Regions from separate parts of the Mus musculus genome. Here region 2 is linked to region 1. The links are chromatin contacts, called in public HiChIP or PLAC-seq maps. All regions are on one chromosome and are shown on one strand. Each heading gives the region's core, a stretch centred on a gene start, on an enhancer-like site or on the middle of the called end of the contact. The rest is flanking DNA. Distances are from core to core; before and after follow the strand shown.

The links. HiChIP or PLAC-seq counts read pairs in DNA pulled down with a chosen protein or histone mark.
Region 2: a contact with region 1 is called in an H3K4me3 HiChIP or PLAC-seq map of bone marrow-derived macrophages, with 7 times the contacts expected there. The contact joins two enhancer-like sites. A contact is called at or near these places in 1 of 115 datasets of contacts at active chromatin or transcription factors (bone marrow-derived macrophages) and 1 of 9 other capture datasets (adipose tissue).

What each region holds. Positions count from the first base shown.
Region 1 is chr16:93,201,768-93,207,986 of GRCm38.p6, reverse strand. No RefSeq gene overlaps it. Among named protein-coding and RNA genes, the nearest start is that of Gm30530, 11 kb to the right of the region's middle. Within about 2 kb of position 3,291, at least 4 of the 459 cell types and tissues checked have an H3K27ac peak or open chromatin away from gene starts, as enhancers often do. A contact at or near this core is called in bone marrow-derived macrophages, where this site is marked.
Region 2 is chr16:93,584,058-93,590,276 of GRCm38.p6, reverse strand. Setd4 (SET domain containing 4) reads left to right here. Exons shown (of 12, transcript NM_145482.3): 8 at 192-366; 9 at 2,377-2,458; 10 at 3,960-4,040; 11 at 4,975-5,098. Among named protein-coding and RNA genes, the nearest start is that of Setd4, 17 kb to the left of the region's middle. Within about 2 kb of position 3,701, at least 118 of the 459 cell types and tissues checked have an H3K27ac peak or open chromatin away from gene starts, as enhancers often do. A contact at or near this core is called in bone marrow-derived macrophages, where this site is marked.

The DNA of each region.
Region 1 (6,219 bases), core at 2,042-4,541:
CCAGACCAGTGTGGATTGCACAAACTACTGAGCATTCTAATTCTAAAGATGAAGGTCAAGTGATAATGGAGATTAGAAGACTGTTGTGCAATCGGCTGTCTCTTCTAGAGCTAAACACGGGAACCAGAAACAATGATCTCTGTTGCAACACTGACTTAGCCAACTGCACTGAAAACCCTCTGTCCACAGCAGTACGTCCACACAACTGAATAGTATTCAACCCTGAAGAGGAATGAACTCTCAAGGCATGAAGAGCCTCTAGGGAAGAGACCCTAATGCATATCACATGTGCAAAGAAGCCAGTCTGAAAGGATGCAGAGTGTCTGGTTCTGGCTTTGTGATGTTCTAGAAGAGGCAAAATGAGAGGGAGTAAGGAGACTGGAGGTTGCTGGGAGCTTTGTGGGTGGAGAAAGGAATATGATGATAGGCCATAATGATGGGTTTTCAGGGCAGTGACACTGTTCCATAACAGCACACATGGGTTGTCTAAACTTACGAGACATTTGTCACTGAACGAGAAGCCTAATGTACACTGTGGGTTTTAGTTGGTCGCAGCGTGACTCTTGGTTTAGGGAAGTGAACCACCGTAGTTGTGGGTATTAGGCATGGAGGAGATGAGGTGTGGGGGTCATGGAAACAGTTAATCTTTCTCCACAACTCACTTAAAGCCTAAAATGTTCCAAATATTAGTCTATTGATGCAGAAGGAGATAGTTTCAACACAGGGTAGTCTGTGAGGCTGGTGGTTGGCTGAATGGTGTTGGGGTAAAGCGTTCTGGGCTTTAGTGTGTGAGGACTGAGAAATGCACAGATCTAAGTTGATGCAGAACTTTCTGTGTAGAACATGGAACAGGATCTGAAGTCACCCAGCGTGTCAGGAATCCCACTCACATCAAGGCCCAAGTAGCCATTTCACATTCTGTGCCCCGTGCACTCCCAGCTCCCAAGGCTCAGGAAAGACAGCGAGGGTCAAGTGTACCCCCGTTCTTGCTCTCCTGCATCCAGTTCTAGCAATTCAAACTCATAGTCATCTCTCCCCTGTGCTCCAGGGGCTCTGGCTCACACGCATCACCCAGTGCCTCGACAACTCCTCTTAACTCATAGATGGTGGCATGTGCCCATGTGCTCAAGCTAGGCAGTGACTTAGCTCAGTGAGGAAGATGCAAGACAAGTGCCTTGAAGAAAAGCTGTTTCTCACTCTCTCTTCTGAAGGCTTCTAGTGCCGAGCAGGGTGTGGCCGAGGCCTGCTGAAGACTCTCCTTGGCTTGCAGACAGTCACCCTGTTCCCTGTATCCTCCTCAGACAGATTTCCCCCTTTTATCTTTATAAATAAATCCCTGATCCTACCGTGATTACCCAATCTCCATGACCCAATATAACCTTAACTATGTCCTAAATCTCCCATCTCCAATTCCCATCCCATTAGGAGATAGAGCTTCCACACCCAAAGTTTGGAGGCCCTGACAGTATCCGTGTGAGGAGTGAAAACCCAAAGCCTTATCTGCCCCCACCAACTGCACTTTTTTGTGTTTTGCTTTCTTTAATTTTCTTCCTTTTCTCTTCTGTCTTTGCGTACTGCTTTCCACACGCAGGAACTGAAATTCTTCTGGGAAATGCTGGCTCTGCATTTTGCTGTTTTATATGGATATGTGTCTTGCCTTTATAAGCTCTGCTGTCCGTCTACAAAAGGAATATTAGGAAGTCCACATAATAACAGTGTTCCATGGACCAAATAAAGCTGAAAGACACACTGTTCACTTGTGGGTACTCATGTAGGTGTGCACCTATTCAACATGATCCTTTCTTCTGTGTGTTTTGTGGCTGAGTGACCCCCACAGCAGTGCCCCGTGCACTTAGAATGCACAGTCTCATGTGCATCCCATGGCAGTGTGGATGTGGCATGGGTAAAGTCTCAACTTGGAATTTGTTGGGAGAGAGCAATCCATTAAAGAGGGAAAAATCAATAGCCCAATTAGGGCCCATTTCATCCAGTAATGATGGCAGCTGCCCTAAAGGACCCTGCTACCCACTGCTGCCTCTAATGCTGTGTGCTGGCTGCCACTAGAGCCAGCCCAGGAAGCAGTGCCCTCTCAGGACCCCTTGGATATGGAAAGTGCAGCAGATGCGGGCATATACATCCTGTCTTAATCAACAACACAGCACGGTAACTTAGCAAGAGACAACCCCCTCCCTCCTCTGCTGAGCTCCGGCAGTAATAGGATAGTAATAGTAAATAGAAAAAGTATTTTCTACTTGATTTTTTTGTGCTTTTTGTCATCTGCTTTCTCTAAGGAAGACTTGAAGCTAGCACCAGCATGAAGCCAGTTTTGCCACACTGTGAGGGAGCTGTAAAACCTCGGGAACATTCCTTGTGAAAATTTGCTCTTAGAGTGATTTAGGTCTAAGCTGAGCTGCCATTTGTGTGTGTGTGTGTGTGTGTGTGTGTGTGTGTGTGTGTGCATGTATATATGTGTGTGTGCATACAGGTATGTGCATGTGTGTGTGCATGTGTGTGCATGTATGCATGTGTGTAAGTATGTTTGTGTGTGTGTACAAAAGGAGCCTCAGTTCCCCACATTTGTCTAATCACCATTGTTAAATGCCTTCCAACCAATCCCTTGCAGACTCATTTAAGAACCTCAATGTATTCTCAGCTTACTCAGCTCTATATCTTATGTGGAAAGCTGTAAAGTTTTGTGTTTTGTGTTTTGCTTTGTTCCTTTTAAAATACGGGCTTTGGGGCCAACAAGTTGGCTCACCTTGCAAAGCTGCTTGAAACCAAGCTCGATGACTGAAGTTCAATCCCTGGAGCCCACAGTTAGAAGGAGGAAACTGACCACAACAAGTTGCCCTCTGACCTTTGTGACCTGGGTGGTATATGCACCTGCACATTAGAGCAAACACACATGCGTCCACAAACAGAAATGTACGAGTGAATGAATGAATGAATGAATGAATGAATGAATCTGATAAAGCATCAACACCTGTTCCCATCAGGCTTTTGACCTTCAAAGGTCATCTCCCCTTGTGAAACCTCCATCTCGAGACGAGCCCTGAGCATGCTTGTTTCAAGGCCACTTGAAATTTAGGATGTTATTTTAGTTCTGTTTGGAACAAAAACAAAGCTGAGCAGTCATAATTTAATCTCTCCTCAGTGGAAATGGTCCCTATTAATTTCAGCGTAATTAAAATGTGTATTTTATGACTAAAAAGGGAAAGAGAAGAAACGGGGCAATGTGGAAATGAATCATCAGCCTGAGCTGCTTGGCTTGGTTCTTCAATGGAGCTTCCCCTCAGCCTCTATCCCTTATGAGAGTACAGAGTGAAAATCTCAGTTGGGGCAGAGGGCTCAGTTTGCCCTTTAGCCTTCTCTCTTGTTTTCCAACATCGCTCAGATACCCAGGGACAAGCAGTCATTTATTAGATGGCTCCTGGAGGCTAACTGCCCCGCCCCGCCCTCCACACACTCACTAGGTCTTCCTCCCTCTCCCCGTCTCTGCTCTCAAGGGGGAAAAGCACTTAAAAGGGCATCTTTCAGGGGCTCAGCCCATGTGTCCCTGTCTCATCTTCTAATGCCCTGGAGGAAGAGGAATGGCTTGCCTGGATTCTGGGGGGAGAAGGTCCCCTTGCTGTCTCTTCCTCAGTCTTTAGTTGCTCCTCCCTGAGGCTCTTGGCCAAGCGTAGAATTCACTCCTTCAGCTCTTTGAGAAGAATGTGAGGACAAGTGCCCACCTGCCTGCTGTGTACCCCAGCCACGTCCTTGTCTTGACCTTGACAGAAAACATTAATATTTGGGATGGAGTTTGAAAGGGAGGGCTTCTCTTCAATTTATCACCATGGCAACCATAGGGCATTGGTCACCAGGTGATGGTGTGGAGTCCGAAGTGTCCGAAGGTTGAATTAGCTTACCCGGTAAATCAATTTCCTTATAAGGATCTCCAGAACCCATATTTTTGGGGTTTTTTTTGTTTATTTGTTTGTTTTGGTTTGTTTTTTTGTTTTTTGTTTTTTTTTTTTTTTGGTTTTTGGTTTTTCGAGACAGGGTTTCTCTGTGTAGCCCTGGCTGTCCTGGAACTCACTTTGTAGACCAGGCTGGCCTTGAACTCAGAAATCTGCTTGCCTCTGCCTCCCAAGTGCTGGGATTAAAAGCGTGCGCCACCACCGCCCGGCTAGAACCCATATTTTAAAAAATTGGGTGTGAAGCGGGCATGGTGGTGCATGTCTTTAATCCCAGCACTAAGGAGGCAAAGGCAGGCCAATTTCTGTGAGTTCAAGGTCAGCCTGGTCTACAGAGCAAGTCCCAGGAAACACTATCACGGAACACAAACAAACAACAACAACAAACCCCCCAAAACAAAATGCAAATAAAAACCAAGTAAACAAAGAAATAAAGCTGGATGTGAGAACATGCTCTCACAACACACTGTTAGAGAGATGGGTGTGACAATGTTAGACACTGTTAGAGAGATGGGTGTGAGAATGTTAGACACTGTTAGAGAGATGGGGAACAGAAGATCCCAGTGATACAAACAGCCTAGACAACATGGGGAATTCCTGGCCCCTGGGAGACCCAATCTCAAAACTAGCTGGATGGCTCCTGATGAACGATACCAGAGGATATCCTCTCATGTCCACACACACCTGCACACAGATGCATGCATACCATTGTGCACACGTGCATGCACATGTGACGTCTACATCTCCCAGTCGTGTTTTGACTTGCGTGTCCAATGGTTCTTGCTTCTGCTACGGGTTGAGAAAAGACTGCCGCATCTCTGAAGGAGGGGAAGGTAAATAACTACAATGATTGACTCTGATGTTTGATGGTGCGCGGCGGGCTCACCATGATCAGGAAGCCTCAGTTCTTACATCAGAACTACATTATGGCCAGTGGGAACATCTGGTGTCCCCATCAGATCACTGTGCATTAACTATGGCCCAGTATAAGATGCAAGAACTCTGGTTCCTGGGAGAGTTCCTGAGTTGCCTTTGGTCTAGTCATTCTATTTGATATATGTATGTGTATGTGTGTGTGTGTATGTGTGTGTGTGTGTGTATATATATATACATATATATATATGCTTTATTCAACATGTTGCATTGGATTAAGCCTCCATTTCTGCAGAGAGCTTCCTATCTATGGTTCCTTGCCAAGGAGACAGCACCACACTCCTCCTTCCCAGGCCTGTTGCCAGTCAACACACTTTCACACCAGAGACTGGGATTTTCTGTGCTCTGGCACAAACTGCTTGTTATTTGAGCATTGGGCACACCCAAAATATTATGTGTAGGCTTTGCCTAGACTGACAAAATTCTAGTGACTCCTGCATTCTTACTTTTGACTCAGGCTTTAATAATCAATTTGGCTTGATAACTATCATCAATATATTCTTGGTAGACAGGGTAATTTCCTGTCTCACTGTCTGTCTACGTGCTATGGTGTCCTCCTGAACTCAATAGCAATTCTAGGAATTGTCCATTTCTGGACATTCTTGTGACCTTAATCTGGGTTCTTCCATTTTCATGATGGTCAATCGCTGTGCTATGACAGTGCCACCCAGAACAATGGCTTGCTTTCAACATACTTGGAATTCTGGCTTGGGCACAGTATTGGCTGCACACATTTCTGTAGTGAGACTTTTAAAGCAGTCTCAGAGTGCTTCTTGTCACAAGTTTTGTCTTGATTTCCTCTGTGTTGGTTTTGTTTTTCTGAGCTTGTTTTATCCACAAGCCAAGGAAGAATATTGGACAGTTGGAGAGATAGAAGGGAGATGGGTAGAGTCTGAAATCCCAGTAGAGGTGTGTTAAGGACTTGAACTGAAAAAAAAAATGAATGAAGATATGAGTAACGTAATATTTAATGCTTAGCAGAAAAAAAGAAAAGAAAAAAAAAAACCACATGTTCAAAGTATAAGAGGCTGGGATGTGGCTCAGTGGGTAGGGTGCTTGCCTGGAGTGGAAGCTCCGAATTCCATCCCAGTATCACATACTGAATGTTCTAGATAGCCCATGCTCAGAATCCCAGATGTGGAGTCAGGAGGATCAGAAGTTCACTGTCAGCCTCAGTGGTCTAACAAGCTTGAGGGGCGTCTGGTCTGCGCGAGACTGTGTCTCAGAGCATATGTAAATCAAAATTCAAAGACGCAGACAACATATGGAGAAAGGAACAGTCACTTAATGCCCAAGCGACTCTGTCGACATGTGTGTGTTTGTATATGCA
Region 2 (6,219 bases), core at 2,452-4,951, 380 kb before region 1:
TGGAGTTCCTCCCTCACCTGGGTAAGGGCGAGATGGAGGAGGGAACAGGCTGAAGTGCAGGAGTCGGATTCTCTGTCCGTGGGAGTCTCCCTGCTGAGCGTGTCACACTGCCTCGTACTGAAATTACCATGGTGGCTTGATGAGCCTTTAGGCCTGCGCTAACAAGAGGACTCTCATACCTTCTCCTGTAGGTAAAAGCGGCGTTTAACGAGAAAACCAGGTGCTATGAGATTAGAACAGCCTCGCGCTGTAGGAAGCACCAGGAGGTGTTCATCTGCTACGGCCCCCATGATAACCAGAGGCTGCTCCTGGAGTATGGCTTTGTCTCCGTCCGCAATCCTCACGCCTGCGTTCCTGTCTCGGCAGGTTGGACTGGCTGATAGTGGTTATTTCCCGTTCTAATGGAAAGAGCTGTCCTAGGCAACATTCAGTTTCTCAGGCAGAGCCTGCCTGCGCTTCCTGAGTGGAATTTCTTTGTTGAAGTAAAATCAGCACAACTGATTGATACTGATTGATCGGTTCATCCGGGTCATGAACCAGGACGGTGGAGTGGGAAGAGAGCTGCTTAGCGGATGAGTGTGAGTGTCACGGCTGGGAGGAAGCAGGCATCTTTGTTCTGAGGCGTCATTGTTGCTGCAGAGGGAGTAAGCCTGTCGTGAGTGGAAACTTACTCAGCACTCAGGTAGAAGAAGCAGCTAAGCCCTGAGCAAGCCGCCAGAGGCTTCAGTGCCCGGCTTATGTTCATCTGTGTAGGCTGGGACGAGTATAGTATAGTAACTCTCAGGAGACACTGTCTGCCTTCGTAAGGCAGAATATCAAGTATGCTTCCTAGAGACACAAGAGCCAGAGCTGGGGCAGCGAGATGGGACGGGCCAGTGGGTGGAGGAGGGGCTTGCCGTAAAGCTTGGTGACCCGAGTTCAGGCCTCAGGACGTCCAGGGTGGAAGGAGAGAACTGGCTCCGGTAATTTGCCCTCTGCCCTTCCGTATGTATGTGGTACACTGACAACACATGATAAATGCATGCAGGGATTTCTCTGTAAAGAAAAGTGTGAGTGGGGACTTGTCCAGTGAGTTAGGAAGCCGGCTGGCTTTGAGATTGGCCTGTTCTGAGTCCTTGTAGTTGTCTTGTGGTGGCTCTGACTGTAAGCAGTTCATGTGTGTCTTAGTCAGGGTTTCTATTCCTGCACAAAACGTCATGACCAAGAAAAGAAGCAAGTTGGGGAGGAAAGGGTTTATTCAGCTTACACTTTCCACATTGCTGTTCATCACTAAAGGAAGTCAGGACTGGAACTCAAGCAGGTCAGGAAGCAGGAGCTGATGCAGAGGCCATGGAGGGATGTTCTTTACTGGCTTGCTCAGCTTACTCTCTTTTTTTTTTTAAAGATTTATTTATTTATTATTATATGTAAGTACACCGTAGCTGTCTTCAGATGCACCAGAAGAGGGCGTCAGACCTCATCACGGGTGGTTGTGAGCCACCATGTGGTTGCTGGGAATTGAACTCAGGACCTTCGGAAGAGCAGTCAGTGCTCTTACCCACTGAGCCACCTCTCCAGCCCCCAGCTTACTCTCTTATAGAACCCAAGACTACCAGCCCAGAGATGGCACCACCCACAAGGGGCCTTTCCCCCTTGATCACTAATTGAGAAAATGCCTTACAGTTGGATCTCATGGAGGCATTTCCTCAGCTGGAGCTCCTTTCTCTGTGATAACTCCAGCTGTGTCAAGTTGACACAAAACTCGCCAGTACACCGTGTAAACACATGGAACAAGCATTATGTTTAACATGGAGTAGGGCCCAGGGGTTGGCTCAGTGGCCTGCCTGGTCTGGCATGTGCAGGCCCTCTCTGAAGGAAAAGGAAAGCTTGCTTCTGTCAGAGTTACACCCCCAAATCCTTGCTTTTCTTTCTTTTTAAAACACAGAATGGAAGTCTTCTATCACCTCAAAAAACAAAAGAGCCATTGCTTTCTCTCTCCTTCAGAAACGTCCGCCAGGCTTCACAGTTTAGGCTGAGGCTGTGGTCACGGCTGCGGGGACTGCTTTGAATCAGGTGTAACGCAGTATTGCCGTCCTGGGCGTGTGCTGAGGCAGCCTGTTCCTAGCTGGCCCCCAGCAGGGCTAACCCTCTGGCGGCTTCCTCTTAGGCTGTTGATGTGCTTAGGGGCAGCCTGAGCCTCGCGTCTGTGCTTCTGTCCTCCGCCTTGGAAAGCTCACAGCTCTTCAGGGAGCCGGGATCTCAGCGAGCTGTCCTAAAGAGGACACTTGGTGTGAACTGGCAGACACTCTGGTTATCGTGGGCGGCTGATGGGAGGGAGAGGGGCATGTGCTTTATCTGAATCACATCCTAAGTCTGATGGTCTCCTCTCTAATGCAGACATGCTGGTTAAGTTCCTCCCTGCAGCAGATAAGCAGCTCCACAGGAAGATAACCATTTTGAAGGATCATGGCTTTACAGGGTAAGGCTTTTCTGTCTGGAAATTATCCCTTCAGGGAGTTCCCATGGGAATACTCCTGGCTCTGGTTTCTGTAAGTGTGACCCTCCTGTCTCTGTGTTGGCTGTCAGGTGGGTGTTTATTAAGCTCTTAGACTGTAGCAAGTTGGGCTTGTTGTCCTAGGCACTCAAGGGGTGAGAGTCAAGCTTGAAACAGTCCTGTCCGTGACCCAGGCCCGGGTCAGGTGGGGTGGAGCTGCGCTGTCACAGGCCATGCTGGTCCCTAGCAGAACATCAGGGACGGTGACCTACACCGGATCCCCAGCTCTTTCACGTCTTCTTTTCTGGATAAAATCAGGTTTTTTGGGTACACAGCGACAGTGGCTGTTTGCTCTCCGGGATGACCAGGGTCTCTGTGTTCATCTCACTGTAAACGTGTGATGTAGTTACCAGGCCGCTTGCTGTGGTCCCGTGACCAAGTTCAGTGTCTGGCTGAAATTGATTGGAAATGGCTTTTAGCCTTGTCTTAGTTAGGGTTACTAGTGCTGTGATAAAACACCATGACCAAAAGCAAGTCTGGGAGGAAAGGGTTCATTTGGCTCACACTTCCACATCACAGGAACTCAAGCACGGCAGAAGCCTGGAGGCAGGAGCTGATGCAGAGGCCATGGAGGGGTGCTGCTGCACTGCTGGTTTTGTGTGTCAACTTGACACAGCTGGAGTTATCACAGAGAAAGGAGCTTCAGTTGGGGAAATGCCTCCATGAGATACAACTGTAAAGCATTTTCTCAATTAGTGATCAAGGGGGAAAGGCCCCTTGTGGGTGGTGCCATCCTTGGGCTGGTAGTCTTGGGTTCTATAAGAGAGCAGGCTGAGCAAGCCAGGGGAAGCAAGCCAGTAATGAACATCCCTCCATGGCCTCTGCATCAGCTCCTGCTTCCTGACCTGCTTGAGTTCCAGTCCTGACTTCCTTGGTGATGAACAGCAATGTGGAAGTGTAAGCCGAATAAACCCTTTCCTCCCCATCTTGCTTCTTGGTCATGATGTTAGTGCAGGAATAGAAGTCCTGACTAAGACAGCTACTTACTGTTTTGTTCCTCTTGGCTTGCTCCTCCTGCTTGCTCATAGAGCCCAGGACCACCTGCCCAGGGATGACTCCACCCACAGTGGGCGGGGCCCTGCGCCATTGTTCACTGATTAAGAAGGTGCTCTGCAGCTGGATCTGAGGGAGGCAGTTCCTCAGCTGAGGTTCTCTTCTTTCCGGTGACTCTAGCTTGTGTAAAGATGACATCAACTAGCCAGCACAGCCCAGAGCAGTCAGAGCAGGTTCCGTTTGTGTGGAGTGACCCACACAGAGGCTGGTGTTACCCAGCTTCATTCGTCGTAGCCGCAGCCTGATTTTCTCGCCTCTGTGTGGAGGTGACCTAGCATTGTACTTGTTCAAAGCCACTGCTGGCTTCCTTGGGTGCTTGCCACGGAGTCGTTTCTACGCGACACATTTGGTGTTGCCTGCTTCTCTTTTGTAGAAATCTGACGTTTGGATGGGATGGGCCGTCCTGGAGGCTACTCACGGCTCTCAAGTTGCTGTGTCTGGAAGCCGAGCGCTTGTAAGTCTCCCCTGCATTACGTACAAGCTGCGCCTACTTCCTGGTGAAGCTGAGGGGTTTGGGAGGCTTGGATTTAGAGGGAAGGAGTGGACTGTGCCCCGCTGCTTTCAGGGGCCTTAGCCTTCCAGAGTGCGTGGCTCTGAGAACTTGCCCCTCTGTCCAGGTGACCCCTGGTGACTGAGTATTGTCAGCGCTGTCACTGTTCAGGGCACATCTGCCAGTGGGTGGCTTTTCCTGTGGTAAGCAAGCTTCTAACCACAACCCTCTAACTGTCCTAACCAGCCCCGCTGAAGGCCTTTTTCGTGAAAGGAGCCGGGTAGAAGAACCCAGTGTAGACGTTCATCTTGCTCAGGCTCCTCACCCTTTCTAAGGGGTTAGGGCTGCCAGTCACACCCCAGAGCCTTCACCTCTGCAAGCCAAGGCACCGTGAGTGACTGACTCACCTGGGTGTAGAGGATGGCCTAGCTGCAGACTCCTTCCATTTGGAGGGCGTGTGGCAGTGAGCTGTGTTTGTGGCTGTCACCTTTTAGGAAAAACTTTCCCTTAAAGGAGCACACAGTGCTACAGCTGCTGAGTCTTGTGGCCATTTGCCAGAGCCTGGCCTTCCGGTTTTGTGTTTCTGCCCCTTGTGCCCCTGTAGCTGGTGGGTGTGACTTCAATGACTTGTCCACCAGACCCAGGACTGCTGTGAAAATAGAATCCAGTCTCTGCTGGCCGGGAGCCGACTGACTAGCTGGCCCTTGATTTACTCTGCTCCTCTTTCTTCCTCCGTGCTGGTGGCTCCCACTCAGGAGCTGAATGATGTCACGGCTTAGGAGCCGAGCTTCACTGTGCTCCGGAAGAATGGGCGTGCTGTGTGTCATCTTGCAGAGTGAGTGCCATCTCCGGTAACGGGGACCTGCTGAAATGACTTTATTGAATATTTCTGCTCTAGCACATCCTGGAAAAAGGTGCTCCTTGGCGAAGTCATCTCCGATACAAACGAGAAGACAAGCTTGGGCGTGGCCCAGAAAATATGCTCTGACGTCATCGAGGAGACGCACGCTGTGCTGCGCAAGGTGTGGGCCCAAGGTTTCAGTCCCGAGGCTGCTTATCATGTGTGCCATTAGGGAAGTCCTGAGAGTTCCTGATGAACAAATGTGGCTGTGTTAACAGGTTTACATTTTACAAGTTAAGTAAATGCGGCTGGGGAGCTGGCCTGATGGTGACGACCGGCATGCAAGCTGGGATGGCAGCCTGTTTTCCCGGGGCCTGGGGTGGGGATAGGCAGAAACCAGTGGATGTAGGTGGAACCAGGAGAATTAAGGAGGCTCGCTGGCCAGCTGGCCTAGTCCAGCGGTGAGTTCCAGGTTAAGTGAGAGACCTTGACTCACAGCAATAGAGGTAGACAGCAATAGGAGCTGGTGCCCAGCATCCCCCTCTGGCTTCTGCGTGTGCGTGCGTGGGCCAGCACATCCCACTGCAAGTTTTATATGTAGTGTACAGTGCACAGCGGTGCTTGATACACACACACCTGTGGAGTGGCTTCACCAAGCACAGCATTGTCCACCTGACTTTCTGTGCTGAGAGCTCTCATCGTCTGTGTGATGAACACGGTGCCTTGTTCCTAACTCTGCTCACGTGTTGCTGTCCAGAGAGCTCTCTCCCCTCTGTGTGTTGACGGACATCCCCACAGTCTCGCCTCCATTCACGTGCTGTCGGCCATTCTTTCTGCAGTCCTAAGTAGAACATGGAGGCTCTGGCCTATTTCATTTAACTTTGTGTCCTCCTGGCTTGTTGCTGATGTCACACAAAGGGTCTCCTGATCCCCGCCCCGTTTTTGTGACATTGGGATTGGAACCCAGGGCCTGATACCTAGGCTTGTGCCCCACACCTGAGTTCGGTCACTTGCCCTTGGTTCTGTTTTGGACTGTACCCATTTTTTTATCCACTGATCATCACTGGGTACTTGGGTTGAATCTTAGCTTTACCTCATGTTTTAGTAGATAGAAATCATTGCCTGGTCTCTTAGTAATAGCATTTCAACTATTTCTTTCTGTGTGTGTTTTAATTTTATTTATTTTATTTTATTTTTTCAAGACAAGGTTTCTCTGTGTAGCCCTGGCTGTCCTGGAACTCACTCTGTAGACCAGGCTTGCTGGACTTGAACTCAGAAATCCGCCTGCCTCTGCCTCCTGAG